Linked DNA regions of Sus scrofa: region 1 is linked to region 2. A link is a contact called in public HiChIP or PLAC-seq data. All regions are on one chromosome and are shown on one strand. Each heading gives the region's core, a stretch centred on a gene start, on an enhancer-like site or on the middle of the called end of the contact. The rest is flanking DNA. Distances are from core to core; before and after follow the strand shown. Region 1 holds the start of ZNF283 (zinc finger protein 283). Region 2 holds the start of ZNF576 (zinc finger protein 576).

What was found. HiChIP or PLAC-seq counts read pairs in DNA pulled down with a chosen protein or histone mark.
Region 1: an H3K27ac HiChIP or PLAC-seq map of alveolar macrophages shows a contact between it and region 2. The contact joins the promoter of ZNF283 here to the promoter of ZNF576 in region 2. A contact is called at or near these places in 1 of 47 Hi-C or Micro-C datasets (heart right ventricle) and 1 of 2 datasets of contacts at active chromatin or transcription factors (alveolar macrophages).

What each region holds. Positions count from the first base shown.
Region 1 is chr6:50,646,530-50,653,400 of Sscrofa11.1, reverse strand. It overlaps ZNF283 (zinc finger protein 283), which reads right to left and starts at 2,924. Exons shown (of 4, transcript XM_021094487.1): 1 at 2,767-2,924. The coding sequence starts at 2,842. It overlaps LOC110260998 (a long non-coding RNA gene), which reads left to right and starts at 3,000. Exons shown (of 2, transcript XR_002344676.1): 1 at 3,000-3,590; 2 at 3,701-4,560.
Region 2 is chr6:50,438,313-50,444,929 of Sscrofa11.1, reverse strand. ZNF576 (zinc finger protein 576) reads right to left here and starts at 2,750. Exons shown (of 3, transcript XM_005655924.3): 1 at 2,605-2,750; 2 at 1,895-2,001; 3 at 1-233. The coding sequence starts at 1,985. IRGQ (immunity-related GTPase family Q protein) reads left to right here and starts at 2,824. Exons shown (of 4, transcript XM_005655925.3): 1 at 2,824-2,980; 2 at 3,434-3,965; 3 at 5,833-6,617. The coding sequence starts at 2,971. It overlaps ZNF428 (zinc finger protein 428), which reads left to right. Exons shown (of 4, transcript XM_021094479.1): 4 at 811-873. The coding sequence ends at 858.

The DNA of each region.
Region 1 (6,871 bases), core at 1,675-4,174, 210 kb before region 2:
GATGGTATTTCTCTTTTTCTAAAAGCTGTAAATTAAGAAAGCAATCCCCTAGTGCTCTTCTTTCTACCCATTCAAGATTAAAGTCAAACCTAAATCTGAGTTGAATTTCTTTTTCAAGCCAAAAGCTAGAGAGTCCTCAACCAATTACTGTGATTTCATTCTGCAAAAACAAAACCAGACAAACATGCCCATAGGGGAAACAAAACAAAAAAAAGAATAAAAATACAGCTTTTTTTTTTTTTTTTTTTCCCAGGCAGGCTATAGAAATTCCCAGGCCAGGGATCAAAGGTGGGCCACATCTGCAACCTACACCACAGCTGCAGAAACCAGATCCTTAACCCACTATACCAGATGCTCTAGATTCAGAGCCTCACTCTTAACCACAACACAGTACTGCCTCTCACAACCCACAGAGAATTGGACCTGAAACAACTCATGTTTAGCAATGCTAGATTTCTACCTGAAAATCATCTGAATGTCTCCACCCTTGTAGGTGCAAACTGCAAATTCCTGTGCTCAAAGCTCGATCATACTCCTGCCCTAAAAAGCCTCACAGCACTGTAATTTATTAAATAATCAATCCCCTCCTACCTTGCCTTGCTTTTAAAATCATGACTGTGGAAAAGACAAAATATCTGTCAGAGTTCCTGCTATGGCACAATGGGTTAAGAATCCTACTGCAGCGGCTCAGGTCACTGGAGGTGCAGGTTTGATCCCCACTGAGTTAAAAGGATTTGGCGTTACCACGGCTGTGACAAAGGTCTCAGCTGCAGCTTAGATTCAATCCCTGGCCCGGGGAACTTCCATAGGCCACAGGTACGGCCATAAAAACAAACAAAAATTTGTCTTAAATACAACCTAAATGCTAATCTCTTCAAATAATCATAGTCTAAAATAAAGCTCTAGGAGTTCCCTTCATGGTTCAGCAGAAATGAATCTGACTAGTATCCGCTGAGGGCACAGGTTCACTACCTGACCTCACTCAGTGGGTTAAGGATCCAGTGTTGCCATGAGCTGTGGTGTAGGTCACAGATACGGCTCAGATCTGATGTTGCTGTGGCTGTGGCGCAGGCAGGCTACTACAGCTCTGATTCGACCCCTAGCCTGGGAACTCCCATATGCCATGGGTGCCGCCCTAAAAAGACAAAATAAATAAATAAATAAATAAAAATAAAGTAAATTTCTAACATTAATTTCTAGGAGATGTATTTCTAAACTATCAGGATGCTCAGAAAGGGAGAACGTACTGGAGAATCTGAACAATTTGCCATAGGAACAGATGGCTACTAACTGAGGAAAAGGGCAATGGGGGCCTCTGGGAAGAGTGATGCACCAGCATGGTGGGTCATTTGCCAGAAGGAAGACCCACAATAGACACTACTAGTCAAGATATTTCAGGCCAAAGAAAGCAAATATTCTTATGATCTAAAAACCAAAGGTAAAAACAAAGCAACTGTCTGAATAAAAAGAAAACACAAATTCATCTGAACCCTGATACTTTACTATGCAACAGTTCTTTCCTCCTCCCCCTCAGGGTCCTTCTCTGAAACCCCACAGCAATGCCAGGGCCAGGGGGTGGGGGTTTCGGGGAATCCTAAGACATCAGTATTTCTTGGAACACCAACAGACTTAATTAAAAACAAGCAAAACAAAACATAAACAAGACACTCTCCAGGGCCACATCTGCCTTCATCCACATGTAAACAAACGGAATTAAAAGGGAAGCTGGAAATATGGATGGAATTAGATTATCATACTAAGTAAAGGAAGAAAAACAAAAATACCCTATGATATCACTTACATGTGGAACTAAAATATGACACAAATGAACCTATCTACAAAACAGAAGCAGACTCACAGAGAACAGACTTGTGTTTGCCTAAAGGGAGAAGGGGGAGGGGAGGGATGGAGTGGGAGTCTAGGGTTAGCAGATGCAAACTACTATACAAAGGATGGATAAACAACGAGGTCCTACTGTAGAACACAGGGAACTATAATCAATACCCTGAAATAAATCATAATGGAAAAGAATATGAAGAGGAATGCATATGTAAAGATATATATAACTGAGTCACTTTGCTGTACAGCAGAAATTCACACACCATTTATATCAACTATACTTCAATTTCTAACAAAAAAAAATGAGGAGGAAAAAGGGAAGCTGGAATTGACAGCAATTCTTGGGAGCAGAGGTCTGGTGGTAAAGACTCTGAAACATGGAGCAGGCCCTCAAGGAGGTAATTTTTCCTACCTTTGAGACCTCCGCACCATGTCTTCCCAGAAGGCTGCCACGAGGACTCTTCTAGATGTCAAATTTTCATCCCAATACTAGATCTGTGCCTTCCTGCTGGACGTACATTCTAGGGCTTCCTACAGGACTTCCTGTCTTACGGTCACTTAACTTTAGCAACCCCTAACAGAGTCTAGAGGGAACCCAGAGCCTCGGGCCAAAGCAAACCACACCGACAAACAAGGCCACGCTTTTCATCATCCCATCACACATCCCCAGCCGCAGACACCGTTACAGAGACATCCCCCCCGGCCTTGTAACGCCGTCTGTCACACACAACCTCTCAGCCGCTCGCTCAAACACGGGCTTGAGGATCCAGGCACGACACGCCCTATCCGCGCCCGGGGCCTTCTCACTTCTAGCGCCTCGCGGTGTCACGCCCACCCTTCCTGCAGGTTTTGATCCCGCTCTGAAGTCAACTGAGCCCTCCCACCCCCACCTGGCGCTGACTACTTCCAGGGACACGACCAACTCACCGCGCAGAGTCCAAAAACCTTGAAGACACGGGAAAGGGACGCAGAAACAGAGGTTGGTTTGGGCCCAGAGGCTCATGGGAAATAAGAGCCGGAAAATCCTCAGAGGCTCGGCGCTTCTAAGCGCTCTTCTCAGGCAAACTCGCCCCGCCCCGAGAAGACCTGTGCCCGGAGATTTCTGGGAAATGTAGTCCTCGGCAGGCAAACCCCGAAAGCTGGGAACCTGGACCTTCAGAATGCTCCCGACATGCAACTCTGCTCCGCCTCTCAGAGGCAATGTTTTCCGAAGCGCAAGCGGATCTCTGCTGCGCGGTCTTTGCTGGAGGGATTAGTTCGGGTCTTGGGCGACCCTGTGGCTCACTTGACTTTGGTGTGGCTGAGGGTGAATTAAGACGTTCTCAAAGAAGACTGAGGAACGCATTCGGGAGTCCAGAACGGGTGGAGGTGGGAATGGGGGCGGGGATGACTAGGGACTTAGGCCTCAGTGAGCGGGGGTATCCGGGATAAAATCCATGGAAGTGACCCTGAGTGGTGCCACGAGCTTACCTGTGTACAAGAGACTGGAGCAAGGTCTGGCAGTTGAAAAGATGAAGGTGTCTTGCTTTGGGTGAGCTTGTGGATCCGATTCGGGGTCTGGAACCCTGTGTACAGTTGTTTATATTCGCAGGACAGTTTTTACAAATTTGAATCTTTGTTTTGTTAGATATGAGGCAGTTTTTATTAGAGGTTATACACCATTGCTGGAAAGCAACGAAAAGTGGTCGCGAATGGACATTGTGAACAGGGGGACCTGTGAGAAGGTCTCTGTAGGACTGAGACTTGAGGAGGTCTGTGGCTTTGTGTGTTTCTGTTAATGTAATTGAAGATGAAAATATTTGTAAGCTGTTTTTTTCTAACTGGCTTTTCTTTTGTGTGCATACCATGGTGACTGTGAAAGTGGATCACCATCCTCCAGCTTGGATTGAAAAAGCAAGACACATTCATCTTGTGGAGTATATCTACAGTGGGATAATGCACAGCAGTGAAAATTACTGAATTTAACAAATATGATAAGCAAAGAGCCATAGAAAATACATACATTTTAGATCCATTCATAAAATTTTAAAAAGAGGCAAAACATTTTTTGCATAAGTGGTTCATAATAAAAAACAAAGATATGATAAATAAAATTCAGGAATGTGGAAACTACAAGAAACCAGGAAGATGAAGAGATAAATTTGCAAGCTGATTCAAAGTTATTCGTGTATTCTTTCTTAAGCTGGATTGTATTTACACAATTATATACTTTTAAAATATATTCTTCAGTAATTATAATTTATCTTTGATGAAATTTAAAAAATTTAAATATAGCAATTGAATAACTGTCCTCGTATGATTGTATGAACATGGAAAAAGTCATGGGATATGCATATCATATTTTTAAGTGTTCTACACAAGGGTAGTGTAGGAGCTTGTGAAGGTAAATATGTACAGAGGAGAAACTGATAGGTGATGTAAGAAAAAAAGCCTGTTAAATGCGTAAAATACATATATCTGTTATTTACATGTATATGTGTTAGAAGATACTAAGAAATACCGAGAATCATTATCACAAAGCAGTAGGCTTTCAGGTGTTTTCACTTGGTATTTTTACGCCCCACTTGAATTTCTGACAAGGTCTATTTCATGTAATAAAAGTATGGCCACTCCTGCTTTCTTTGGGTTACCATTTGCATGGTATGCTTCTCCCACACTTTCAGCTTCTGCATGTCCTTAAAGTGAGTCTCTTGTAAATAAAATATAGTTGGATCTTTTAAATTATTAATTTAACCAGTCTATGTTTTTTGACGGGGAAGTTTAGTCCATTTACCTCTAAAGTAATAATAGGGAAGGACTTGCTATTAACAATTTTGTTATTTTGTTAACTTTTTTCTGTTTGTCTTACAACTTTTTTGTCACTCCTTTCCCTTCTTCCTGTCTTTGTTTCATTGGTGTGTGTGTGTGTGTGTGTGTGTGTGTGTGTGTGTGTGTGTGTTTGGTGATGTACTTTAATTCCTTTCTCATTTTCTTTTGTGTCTCTTCATTAGGCATTTTCTTTGTGGTTACCATGGTACTTACCTAAAACATCTTATAGTCATAACAAGTATATTAAGCTGATAACAACTTAACTTCAATCATATACAAATACTTACATTTTTATTTCTCCCCTCAGGTGTTGTGTTTTTATACTGTATATCTACTAACATTTTGTAGTTACAATTTTTTTTGGCTGTGCCCACAGCATTATAGTTATGTTTGTACTTCTACATTTTAACCTCTATTTCAGAATTAAAAGTGATTTATGCACCATCACTGCAGAATTATAGAATTCTGCATTTGTCTGTATTTACAGTTTCCAGTGATTTATACTTTCGTATTCTTTCATGTTGCTCTTTAGCATTCTTTTATCATTTCAGCATGAAGAACTTCCTTTAGCATTTCTTGTAAGACAGGTCTAGTGATGATAAACTCCTTCAGCCTTGTTTCTCTAGGAAAGTTTATTTCTCTTTTACTTTCAAAGGATAGTTTTGTCAGATACATCATTCTGAATTGGCAGTTTATTCTTTTAGCAAGTTGAATATATTATCTCACTCCCTCTAGCCTGCAAGACATCTGCTGAGAGTCTTACAGGGGTCCCCTTGTACATGACAAATTGCTCTTATTGCTTTCAAAATTCTCTGTCTTTGACTTTTGATAATCTGTCTCATTGTGCACTACTTTGGATTCATTCTTTTTGGAGTCTATACAGCTTTTTGAATCTAGATGTCATTTATTTCCCCAGATTTGGGGAGTTTGGGGCCATTATTTTCTTTCTTTTTCTGACTGAGGCAACACTGATGTATAACATTATAGAAGTATCAGGTGTGTACAACATTAAATTTCAACTTCTGTATTATCTATGGCATGCTTACCACTAAAAATTTAGCTTCCATCCATGACTATACAGTTGAGCACCTGTTGGGAAGCAGAGATATTGAATAGTACCCTCTGAAAATGAACTTTGAGACTGAAAAATGAAGGCAGCAACTCCATAAAGTGCAACTATGAAATTTATTGTGGGTAACTTACATACAGGCAGGAACTATCAGATGGTGGATAATCCACACATATTCACAGCTGCACTCCACATCATCAAAAAGGGTACAGGGAAACTTAAAGAGACCAAAGATAAAAATACACGCTGACTACCGTGCCAACAGGAACTGAGGATTTTTCCTCTCCCTGGGGGGGTCTCATGACCATTAACCATATACATCAGCAAAAGGCAGTCTTCCAGGTTTTTTATATCAGATAAAGGCAAAGGTAAAAGTTGATGGGGAACTTATCTGGCTTCGGCACATTCCTTATAAGTAGGCTAAAGGGGAGGAGCTCCTGTAGGACTGTGAGCCTGAGATGGAGCTGACAAAATGGAGCCAGTATGGTTCAACCACATACCCCCTTTACCCATTTCACCTCTCCTCCTGCCCACCCTTTCCCCTCTGGTAACCACCATTATTTTCTCTATATATACATTTAGTTTGCTTTGTTCATTATTTTGTTTTTGTTTGTTTTATATCCCACACATGAGTGAAATCATAAGGTATTTGACTTTTTCCATCTAATTTATTTCACTTAGCATATCCTCAAGGTTCATACATGTTGTCACAAATTGCAGAACTCCATCTTTTTTATGGCGGAATGATAATTCATGTGTGTGTATATCACACATCTTTTTTATCCATTTATCCCTTGGTGGGCACTTGGGTTGTTTCCATATCTTAGCTATTGTGAATAATACTAAGATGAACATGGGGTACATATATCTTTCTGAATTAGTGTTTTCATGTTCTTTAGATAAATACTCAGGAGTAGAATAGCTGGATCATATGGTAGTTCTATTCCTAATTTTTAAGGAATTTCCACCCTGTTTACCATAGTAGCTCCAGCAATTTATATTCCCACCAACAGTGTATGAGCGTTCCCTTTTCCCCACATCCTTGCCAACACTTATTTCTCACGTTTTGTTGTTGTTGTTGTTGTTGTTTTCTCCTTTTTGGATGTCCTGCAGCATATGGAGTTCCCAGGCCAGGGATCAGATCCAAGCTGCAGG
Region 2 (6,617 bases), core at 1,501-4,000:
GGTGGGGGCAGCCAGCTGGGAGGGCCTGACTGCTGGACCGTGGCTGCGCTGATGGGCGATAAGGGCCTTGGAGGAGGGGAAGGAGCGGGCGCAGGTGAAGCAGATGAATTCGACCCCCTGCAGCTTCTGGGCCACGAAGTCCTCTGGGTGCTCCCGCTTCATGTGACGCTCCTGGAACTTGGAATCGGCAAAAGTGATGAGGCAGCGGGTGCACTGCAGGGTCCCCTGGTGGCCTGAGGGACACAGGGTGAGGTTGGGGGAGGCCAGCAGGAGTCCCCAGGGCCTCTCCTAGCTCCAGGGTCATGCTAACTGAGGGTGCAGTGCTTCCTACATGCCAGGTGCTATGCCAACGCTGGACAGCTGCACAGGGAAACCTATCAGACCTGTCTTGTCGCTGAGCAGACTGACACTCAAAAAGGTTAGGCAACTTGCCAACAGTCATGATGCTAGGGACTGAAATGCTGGAGTCGGGATTGGAACCCAGGAGGCTGCTCTTCTGATAGAGCCATGTGATGAGAGCACTGCCAATGGAGCCAGCTGCCTGGAACTGAATCCCAGTTTTCCTGCTTCCTGGGCAAGTAAAAACAGTGTTTTCATCTGGAAAATGGCACCCATATACCATAATGATATCAGTATCTACCTCATAGGGTTTTTGGAAGGAATAGGTGAATTATAAAAAGTGCTTTGAACAGTGCTACACAATAGTTTGCAAGAATTACTGTTGAGAAAAGCAGCCCTGCAGCCAGGAGCTGGCCTGGCACTCACAGCTAGGCCTCAGCGTTCTCCTGTTGAGCATAAACAATTTCACAGAACATCGTCAGAAGAGGCCGTGCTGTGACTGAGGCGAATGAAGACTAGGCCACGCCATGATGCCGTCTGAACACAGACAAAACGTGAACACTGTCTGAGCCGCAGAACAGGCCAAACATCCCCCTGTTCTGCTCATATGAGCGCCTGCTGCTGTTCTACCAATCACAGCTGGAGCCTTGCTTTGTTCCTCCCTCCTTCTAGGTAAGATTTATTAAAAAAAAAAAAAAAAAAAAAAAGCCAATTGTGTAACTGCCCCCCTGCTTCCTGGCAGCATCCATTCAGAACAAATACCCCTTTCTTGAACCCTTCCCCAAATCACCTACCACAAACCCAGATCCTGTAATTTTCTTATTACTAAGATGCCCCGTGGGGTGTGTGCTTTTTCAGTGCAATGAGCAATAAGCCCAGCCAGTTCAGCTCTAGGTATACTCCTGGTGGTCTCTGGCTGGAGATCATTGACACCTTGCCTCTCACTACAAATACTTAACCTCTCTGCCTCAGTTCCTTCATCTGAAAGCGCTAAGTACCAATTGCATAGGGCCTGTTAGGAAGACTCAAGGAGATAACGGGTTAAACTCTTAGAATGGGCCCAGCACATAACAGGCAATCAAGTAGGAGCTGTTGCTGTTACCCTGTGTCAGACCGGCTAACTTCATTAATGCCAGGCTTTTCCCTTTTTCTGCTCATTCTCACACCAACCCTGTGAGGTAGTTAGCAACATACCTCTTGATAGGGCAACAAGAGGCTTGAGCCACACTGCAAGTCTGGGGCAGAGTTGGGACTGGAGCTTACTGTCCCTTCTTAGCCACTTCTCCCACCCCAAGCCTCTCTGGATGCCACTTTGCCTCTGAGCTGCAGCCCATGCATGCTTATGTGGACAGAGCAGTGTGGGTATCTCTGAGGGTAATAAGAGTAAGGGCAGGGAGTGGCAGGTCCTGGTAGGGCAGCTCATGGGTCATTACAGCTCCTTCCCAACAGGCAAGTCCCTGCAAAGCCTTGGACACTGAAATGCTGTAGAAATCCTTTTAGCATCAGCTCCTGCACCCACCCTCCTCTGGTCAGCAGGACTCACAGTTGTCACCACCTGGATTTGGGGCACTTCTCTCCTTGGACGAATCCTGCTGCTCCGTGGTCACTTTGGAGTGTGGGACCTCCAGAGGATCCTGCTGCTCCATGATGACTGGGATCCCCCTGGTTAAGAGAGGGACATGCATGACAGAATAGTAAGTCAAATGAAGTCGCTCATCTCTAGCTAGCCTTAGAGGGCCCGCTAATCCTATGACCTTTGACAGGCTCTTTGCCAGCCTTTGCCCCCCAGGAGATACCATCTTAAATTGTAACCGGATGGAGTTTTCGCTAGACAAGATTCAATCTTCCCCAAAGATTAAACTTGCTGGGTTTGTGACTCCCCTTAGAGCCTTCTCATTTGCTTGAGATCTCTGACCTATGCCTCGTATGTCAAACTCCCTCCCTGAGCTCAGAGCGTGGGACCCTTGACCTTTGACCCTAGCCTCATCCCCCTTTCATCCCACGTGACTTGAGGCATGTGGTGGTACCCACGGTTTAGCCCGCCTCCTTTCGGGAAACATCTTTCTCCGACATCCCGAAACCCTTGTTCCACCCAGAGGCCCCTCTTTCCCACGCGCGCGCTCAGCCGCTGTGTCCCGCTGCCGCCAAAGCTGCGAGAAGCCCAGGGCTCCGCTTTTCTCCAGACACCAGAGGGCTGCCTTTCGTTGTGCCTGTCAGTCACTCGTCACAGCGCCGCCACCCGAAGGGAAGCGGGGTAGGGCCCACCGAGTCTAAAGTCCCGGTGGTTTCCACGGCCTTTCGCCTGATGAGCCTTTCAAAGCCGAGGTCCCCGATCGCCATCCGGCAGCAGTGCAGTCGCACCAACCCGGTCCTCAAAATAATGGGCGAGGTCCTTCTCTGCATTGGGGTGCGTAATGATGACGTTGCAAGCCATTCATGCCGTAAAGACCTAAGCTTATTGCACAAGTGTGTTAGATGTTCCTGGTGCGCACGCGCTCTCGTTCCCTCATTGTTCAAGGCCCGGCGGCTGCAGAGTTAGAGAAGGAACATTCTTCCGCCGATCTGCGCAGGCGCTGCCAAGGGCCGTGTCCCTGAGGTCACGCTTGCGAGACACGCCCCCTCCTGAAAGGAATGACATCAGGTTAGAGCCCCCGGAACGGGTCTGGACGTCCCCAATTTCTGGCGCTCTAGCCTCCTCGGCCTCCGTCCCCGGACCACAGGGGCGGGGCTTCTCAGCGGCTGACCGGCTGCTACGGACTGCGCTCTCCCGTGTGACCTCGCTGTTTGTTCGGTTGGTGATTGGAAGGGAAGAGTGAGAGATTAAAAACATTTGTGTCCCTGAAGGAGGAGGAGGCTGGTGGCCGGTTTCTCAATTTTTGAAGCAGAAAGGGAAACATCCAGAAAGGGCGGCCACCACTCCCGGATCCCTGGGGAATAGGGCCCGGGAGCGAGGTTTTTAGGTGCATGGGTGTGATAACCGAGAACGAAAGAAGGGTACAGGATGAAAGGCTGAAATCTGAGACCAGAGTGGGGCGGCTAGGAAAGAAAAAGGTTGAATGCTTCCTGACCCAGGTCTTGTCTCCTTGCTTTCTAGCTATGCCTTCGCCACGGGGTGATGTGACCGTCTTGTTCCTGGGGCCTCCGGGCTCGGGAAAGTCTGCGCTGATTGCAGCGCTGTGCGACAAGGATGTGGAGACTATAGAAATCCCCGACAAGCGTCCGGATTCCGGGCTCCCCAGCCTTCGAGCTGCGGGCCCAGGCCTCTTCCTGGGTGAGCTGAGCTGCCCACCCGCAGCGCCGGGGCCCTGGGCGGCGGAAGCCAACGTGCTGGTACTGGTGCTGCTCGGCCCCGAGGGGAATGGGGAGCCCTTGGCCCCAGCGCTGGGGGAGGCAGCGCGGGCCGCCCTGGCCCGAGGGACGCCGCTGCTGGCTGTTAGGAATCTTGGCCCTGGGGAGTCACAGAATGAAGCCCAGGCCCGGGATCAGACAGCGGCCCTGCTGGACAGCGCCGGTTTGGGCGCCGCGGCTCTCTTCGTGCTACCGACCGACTGCCGCAGCAGCGAGGGCTCCGAGGAACTGGAGCGTCTGCGGACGGCGCTGCGGAGCCAGGCGGAGGCGCTGCAGAGGTGAGCGTGGCGTTTCAGGGTGGGTTGCAGAGGCCTGGGGCTTTATTGAGTCTACACCTCCCACCCCTAAGATGCTCCTTGAGGTCTGCGAGACCCCACCTCCAGCGCATTTTGAGCCAGCCTTAACAGAATATCTGTTGGAAGCCCTGTTCCCTTGTCTGGGTCCTGCCTTTTAGCGCTGGTTTTGAGGTCTGTGAGGCTCCACCCCAAACTAGCACCCTTTTTTGTCATCTGGGCTCCATCCCAGCCAAGGGTCAGCTAGGTGTTCTGACTTGTCATCCAGGTTCTGCCTCCTGTGAGCGCTCTCTGAGGTCACAAGTCCCTCTCCCGAGAGAATTCGAGGAGAGCCCAGGACCTAGCACCCAAATACTACCCCAGGCCAAAGTGTGAAGAGGGCTCGCCATCGCCCTATAAGCTGGTAATTCCTTCCCATATTTTACCGGAAGACTCTGCTTTCTAGTCTTCACCCTCCTCTCCACCATCTGCTTGGTTCTCAAAGATTTCAGTCTCTGGAAAGCCACGGCCTCAGCGAGCTTTGTCGTTTTGGGGGCCTTCCCCCACTTCCTTTCTCTAACCCCTCTCTCCACTTGCTGGCTACTTTGTAAATTTTCTCCACCCACCCGGGAGACATCAAAAAGAGATGGACTCAGGGAGGGGCAGCCTCTTCTCTGGGCCAGGCCCACCACTCATCTGTTTTCCTTAGTCACACCCCTTTGATAAAAACTAGATGCGGCTTCTCCCCTCCCTGGTGTTTTTTTTCTTTCTTTCTTTCTTTTTTTTTTTTTAATGGCTACACCTGAGGCATATGGATGTTCCCAGCCTAGGAGTCGATTTGGAGCTGCAGCTGCTGGCCTCTGCCACAGCCACACCAGATCCAAGCCACATCTGCGACCTGTACCACGGCTCCCATCAATGCTGGATCCTTAACTCACTGAGTGAGTCCAGGGATTGAACCCACATCCTCATGGATACTAGTTGGATTTATTACCACTGAGCCATAATGGGAACTCCTCCCCTCACTGGTCCTGACATCCCTTCCTACACCTACTCTCAGTAAAGAGCTCCCTTGCCTGTCCTTCCCTCCTTCCTCTCTCTCTCTCTCCTTCCCTTCCTTCCTTCCTTCTTTCCTTCTTTCCTTCCCTGCACCTGTGGCATGCAGAAGTTCCTGGGCCAGCAATGGCATCTGAGCCACAGCAGTGAGGATGCTGCATCCTTAACCAAGTGAGCCACCAGGGAAGGCCTCAATTTTCATTTACAGTCCTGATTCTGTCTTTGCTCCAAGCTTCACTCTGAGTTTTGTCCCACCGGCACAGTCTTTTCTTAATCCTGCAGGTTTCTCAGAAAGCCTCCCTCCTAAAGGATGTAACCCTAGGGAAGTGTAACTCCCAGAGTGTAACCCCAGCCTGGTCCCAATCCACCTCTCCTGCCTCCTCTTTTTTCTTTTCTTTTTTTTTTTTTTTTGTCTTTCTGCCTTTTCTTGGGCTGCTCCTGAGGCATATGGAGGTTCCCAGGCTAGGGGTCGAATCGGAGCTGCAGCCACCGGCCTACACCAGAGCCACAGCAACATGAGATCCAAGCCTTGTCTGCAGCCTACACCACAGCTCAGGGCAACGCTGGATCCTTAACAGGCTGAGCGAGGCCAGAGATCGAACCCACAACCTCATGGCTCCCAGTCGGATTCGTTAACCACTGCGCCACAATGGGAACTCCTCTCCCACCTCCTCTTTAAGCGCCTCTCTTTTCTTCATAGCCCTGGTTTCTATTTTCTGTGCCATTAGTCTGGCCTTTCCTTCTTCATTGAAAAGTTCCACCTTGGTCATGATAGCCCAGCTTCTGCACTTGACCCTGTCGCTCCCTGTCCCCACAGGCTCCTACCACCGGCTCAGGATGGCTTCGAGGTGCTGGGCGCAGCAGAGTTGGAGGCTGTACGTGAGGCCTTCGAGACCGGTGGCCTGGAGGCGGCGCTGTCATGGGTTCGAGCCGGCCTGGAGCGACTGGGCAGCGCACGCCTGGACCTGGCGGTGGCTGGTAGGGCTGACATGGGCCTTGTGCTGAACGTGCTTCTTGGGTTAGATACTGACGACCCAGGTGCAGTGCCTGCCTCAGTGCCTGAGAGTCCCACTTCCTATCCGGCCCCAGAGCGCCCCAATGTGGTGCTCTGGACCGTGCCTCTGGGCTCCATGGGCACTGCTGCCGTCCCACACCCGACCCACTACGACGCTGTCATTCTCGTCACCCCTGGGGCCCCCACCGAGAAGGACTGGGCCCAGGTCCGGCCCTTGGTGCTACCGGATACACCGCTGGTCTGCGTGCGAACAGACGGCAAGGGCGAGGATCCAGAGTCTCTGGGAGAGGAGGAAAAGACGGAGAAGCCCCGCGGCGAGAGCTTAGAGAACGCAGGTGGAGGAGGGGGTAAAAATGCACGCAGTGAGGGGAGGGAGACCCCTGGCACTGGGTCGCAGAAAGCAGGCTGTGGGGAAGGTTCCAGCAGCGAAAGTTTGCAGCCGATTGCCGTTGGCGCAACGAAAGCGGGCAGCGGGGACTCTGAGCGCACAGCGCCAGTGAGCCCAGAGGACGAGGCGTGGGAGGTCCTGGAGGAGGCGCCCCCGCCGGTGTTCCCGCTGCGGCCGGGCGGGCTCCCCGGGCTGTGCG